2 separate regions of the Rattus norvegicus genome follow, and region 2 is linked to region 1. A link is a contact called in public Hi-C data. All regions are on one chromosome and are shown on one strand. Each heading gives the region's core, a stretch centred on a gene start, on an enhancer-like site or on the middle of the called end of the contact. The rest is flanking DNA. Distances are from core to core; before and after follow the strand shown.

Evidence for each region. Hi-C and Micro-C count contacts between places; a contact is called where the count stands out from the background.
Region 2: a contact with region 1 is called in a Hi-C map of hepatocytes, with 2.4 times the contacts expected there. The contact joins the enhancer-like site here to the promoter of Adap1 in region 1. A contact is called at or near these places in 2 of 12 Hi-C or Micro-C datasets (the A7r5 cell line and hepatocytes).

The regions. Positions count from the first base shown.
Region 1 is chr12:20,436,811-20,439,363 of GRCr8, reverse strand. Adap1 (ArfGAP with dual PH domains 1) reads right to left here and starts at 1,273. Exons shown (of 11, transcript NM_133567.2): 1 at 1,107-1,273. The coding sequence starts at 1,188.
Region 2 is chr12:20,900,849-20,903,401 of GRCr8, reverse strand. No RefSeq gene overlaps it. Among named protein-coding and RNA genes, the nearest start is that of Foxl3, 27 kb to the left of the region's middle. Within about 2 kb of position 1,276, at least 3 of the 93 cell types and tissues checked have an H3K27ac peak or open chromatin away from gene starts, as enhancers often do. A contact at or near this core is called in hepatocytes, where this site is marked.

The sequences.
Region 1 (2,553 bases), core at 24-2,523:
TGCACCATGGCAGGGCCCTGCAGGGCCTCTGGAGACCAGGAAAGGACTACTTCATCTTGCCCAGCTTCCCACTGAAGCTTGGTCAATGTCTCCTCCCAGGGACACCAGGGCCCCTGGGGTGGCATGCACTTACTATTGACTGGCAGATTCTCAGCCACATGCTACCACTCCAGCCCAGAGGCGGGGATGTGGGGGAGAGACGGGGAGGAGGTCCTATTTACAGGCTGCAGGCTTTCAGCCTGCATCTCAGGAAGGCAGAGTTATGACCTCAAGGAACTGATACCTGGTATGTTCAGAGGGGCTCATGCTAGACACCCCTTAATATTCCCGAAATGTCTCGCAGGCCTGTCCCCACCTGCATACCCAGACAGGATGAGGCTGGGAGTGCCAGCTCCAGGAGCCTGCCAGCTGCTCGGAGAACTCGACCCTTTCTTCACAGTCAATCCTGAGCCCCTGTGCTCTGGTCCCTACAAATCCTTCCAAATTAGGGGCAACCAAGGGGCAAAGTCTGGAAGATGTCTGGCAGATGTGTCTGTGGCTCCCTCCTGACCCCCACCGTCCTGGTCCCAGGGAAGCTAGGAACAGAGAGCCCAAGGTTCATGGCCAGCCTATCCTCACAGAGGCCACCCAAGGCTCTGCATCCTCCCCCAGCCTTGAGTATGTACAAGACAGCGGCCCCAGGCAGGGATGCCATGACGTCATCTCCAGGTAGCTGGGAACCAGGTGGACCCCCTGCTCCCTGGTAAACACCCTGGGCTCACTGGCCGCTTTCCCTGCAAGCCTACAGCCCCTGATGATTTCCTCTTTTTTTTTATACCCTGAGACACCAAGGTTTCGCAAGGCTGGGATGGGGAGGCGGCTGCGGGTGACAGCGTGACACGCAGCCCAGCGGGGGAGGGGAGGCGGCGGCACAGGTCGCGCGGAGCCCGCGAGGTGCCCTCCGGATGCTGCGCCCGGCCACTGCCAGTCCCTGCCGCCGGCAGGTGCACCTGGGCCGCGCCCCAACCCAGCTAGGACCCAGCGCGTGGCGCGTCCCCATCCCCCGCGCCCCCACGCAGTCCTGTCCACCCGGCCGCACCCCGCACCTCCGCCCGTCCCGCACCTACCCGGGGCTCCGCAGTCAGCGCAGCGCGAGTTCCCCGGACGCGTCAGCAGCTCCAGCAGCGCCCGGCGCCGCTCCCCGGCCATGGCTGCGCGGCCACCGCGCCGTCCCGAGCACGCCCGCCCAGCTAGGGCCCCGCGCCGCGCGCCCGCCGTCCGCCTTGCGCCATCGCCGCCGCTCAGCCCGCGCGCCGGCCCCGATCGTGTCGCCGCGCGGGGCCGCCCTGAACGGAGCTGCGCGCGCGGGGACCGGGGAGCAACGCACGGCGCGCTCGGGACGGCGCGGCCCGCGGGCGGCCCCCAGCGGCGCGGTCAGGGAGCGGCCTCTTCGAGAGCCCAGCCTCACCGGGTCCACCTGGGGCGGGGTCGCAGGGAACCGGTGCTGCGGAAGGATGGGCCACCCCACACGCAAGCGTGCCTGTTGGGTTGAAGTTGAGGACGTGGGTAGCTCAGGCTAGCCCTACCTACGAAAGGCAAATGCCGGTGCTCAAAGGACCGGAGGGCTCCACCCTCACACGTGTCCAAGTCCTATACTCTCATCTTCAAGAGATAGGACAGGAGCTGGCCACACCCCTCCTGATCTCCAACAGGCTCCCTTCCAGAGCCGGTGTCAGCTTCTTTGCTGGCCCTAGCATTTCTGTTCAAATTCCATTTTCTCCATTATAAACGCAATAGTAGCTGTTTAGAAGCCAATGGCCACACCCAACTGGGAAATGAAAGCCTTCTCCAAAGCCTCCTGAGAGTCTGAGGACGCTCTATGACTTCCAACCTTTGGACGCCCCACCTCCAATCCCTACTCCTGCTAATATACCAGAGTCAGGGTGTTGGCTGCTCTATGATTTGACCCCGGGAATGTTCCCTGACCCACAAAGGTCCCTGTGTTAAGGACATAGTCCCTAGGGTAGTGCTATAGTGTGGTTAGGGCTATTGGGAGGAAGCCATTGGGACCTTAGCCTCTTCCTGTTGGGTTGAGCATGCTTTCTCTTGCTTCCTGGGGAGAGGGGGTCAATTTTGTCCCACCACATATTTGTGTCACGATGCTCAATTGCACATTGTCTTTCTGAGATAACGTTTGCAATCCTGGCCAACTCCGCCTGGCGGCCCTCTGCTGAGGCTGTACTGTATAGCCTGCCAGGGGCACCTGTCCCTCAGGACCTGACTCTCACACCATCGCAGAACTCATCCTGGGATCAGGAGGCAGAACATGCAACCCACCCCGATGCACACTTTGGAGGTCATGAAGCCGGTGGCACTGTAGGCTTACTGTTTGACGGATCTAATACCTTTCTCCTGAAGCCCACTGGAGCCTGAGTAGTGACAGGTGGCATTTCCACCTCTGGGCCTTCTGCCAGGCTCCAGGCCTGGCATACAGCAGGAGCTTGCAGAATGGGAATTACACAAGACAGACCGATGGGGGCTGGGGATGTGTCTCAATTGGTAGAGAGCTTACCT
Region 2 (2,553 bases), core at 27-2,526, 460 kb before region 1:
TCAGTCTTTCAAAACAACTTGGTCTGGGTGGGTCTGCTAAGGCACACCCCTCAGGTGTCCGGTGTGTCTCTGAGCGTGTTCTCTACAAGTCTTGAGTGGCGCTTCTGGTGAGCACCCCGGTCTTCCCAAACCCCATGTCCAGGCTCTCTGGTCTCAGGCAAGCTCTATTGCACTGACCAGCCCGCATTTCTCTTACCCTAACCTTCATAAGCTCTTGTCTGAGAAATAAACCCAAAGAATGGAGGCGATGACCCTTAGGTGGCAGAAGTCACCATATGTCCCCAGCACCCACAGCTCACATCCCTCTCCTGTAAACCTGCCTATCTCCTTCTCTCCTGCCACATGTGTACACCTGAAGGGTGGACACCTAACCTAAGGGGCCCCATTGTGAGTCTCTGTGTGAACAGTTGGAACAGATCAAACTCTCCTTCCTGGGCGGGGTGGTACTTAGACGTGAAACCTGGAACTACAGCAGCTCCTTTGTGTGTGCCCGGGGGACAGCTTGATTTGGAATGAGGCCAGCTAGGCAGAAGGCAGGGATTAAAAGAAATCAGGGCCACTGACCCAAAAACCCACCCTGCTTGTGACCTTGCAGCCTTACGTGGGGGCCTATCCTCTCCTTGTTCAAGGAGTTGGCCGGGCCATGTTTCTCTCTGCCATCCTACCCGAGGAGTGCCTTCATCATGGGCATCGATGATGCCCACTGAGTGGTCACCTGATATATCTAGCCCAATTAGCGTCGTGCCCAACACTTAGTTGGCACTGACAGACAAGTCCTTGAGGAGCCTCGGAGTAAGACTGGTGCCTGGAGAGGCCCCCCTGTTCTTATTAGAACCCCATATCCCAGCCAATTGTCACACATGATCCCAGTGCAGACAGCTGAAGCCCAGAGTTCCCAATGTCTCCATTTCTTCCCATTTATTCCCCTTTCGCTCCTTTGTGTGCAGGAGGGGAGGAAACAGCCCTATCCCAGGAAGCCACAGGCCCACAAGTACTCTAACTCCATGTTATAAACTTTCTAGAGTCCCTACTTTTTGTTGTCCTGAAGCCTGAGTGGAGCACTGCACGGGCCAGCCTGGCATCCAGTGCTTGTGTCAAATGGGCCCACCATTCCGGGAGCTCCAGTCCATCTGCAGTTATAAGTTACCTGTATTAAAAGCCTGTGCGACCTGCACATTAAACAGGAGTGTTGAGCAAAAAGCCATTGCCCTAAGTGGTAGGTACTGTGGCCCCTCCCAGTACACAGCGACTCTCTGGAAGCCTTCCATTAGCCAGAAGAGTCAGAAAGAGTGCTCCCAGCTAGCTGTGGCCTAACTTTACCCAGGTTGTTTGTCTTTGCTTGAATGACACTAACTTTGTTTCCAGAACAGGTGCCAGCTGACCCGGTAGGTAGGAGGCTCCCAGGGAACTCAGAACTCACAGGAAGCTGTCACCCTGCTCTGGCCAAGAGCTTTTCAAGGAGAAGGCAGAAATAAGGAGGCCAGTAAGCTGCAGTGACCAGCCCTATCCCAGTTCACAAGGAGGTCAACCTAAATTAACTCTGCCTCCCTGACCCAAGCTTCTCAGACCCCTACTTCCCTGATCCCCACCTCCTGGACCCCTGCCTCCCTGATCCCAGCATCCATGACCCATTTCTTCCTGATCCCAACTTTCCTGACCCAGCCTTCTAGACTACAGCTCTCTTGAACCCTGCCTCCCTACACCAGCCTCCCTGAATCCTGCCTCCCTGACCCTTCCTGACCCTAGCCTACATGACCCCAGCCTCCATGGCCCCTGCCTCTGTAACTCTTAGCCCCTTGGACTCCAGCTTCTCTGTTACCTTGACTCTACCTCAAATCTTGGTGACCAATGATTAAAATTTTGCCGTATATTTAAGGAATAATATTTAATTACCGCCATTACCATGTTTTTCCCTTCTCTATTTCCTTTCATAGTGGTGCTGTTTGACCTGAGGCTCCTGAGGGTGAAGCTCACTCTACCTTGTGACTCATTCCATTGCCACTGCTCACCCTTTGTCACCTATGAGCGGTTCTTAGATGTGTGGGTGTCCTCCTGTCTTTTCCAGTCTATTCTGAACCGCTAGTCAGTGCAGATGGAACCTTCTAGCTCTCTGTTGCTGCAACACCTCTGAGGCCCCTAGTGATCTGAATGAGAATAGCCCCCATAGATTCACACATTTTAATGTTTGTTCCCCAGTTGGTGTAACTGTTTGGGAAGGATTAAGAGGTGTGGCCTTGTTGGAGGAAGTGAGTACTGGGGGTGGGATTTTTGAGGTTTCAAAAGCCCACATCGTTCCAACTGGCTCTCTGTGATTAATGATTATATCTCAAGTTCTAAGCTCTCAGCAACTGCTCCAGTGCCATGCTTGCTTGCCTGCTGCCATGTTCCCTGATGTGATGTCCATGAACAGTAACCCTCTAAAACTGTAAGCCCCAAATAAACTCTTTCTTCTATAAGTTGCCTTTGGTCATGGTGTCTTTTTTTTTTCCTTTTAATAATATGATTGTTTTGCCTGAAGAGTGTTCACCACACTCCTGCCTGGTGTCTAAGTTA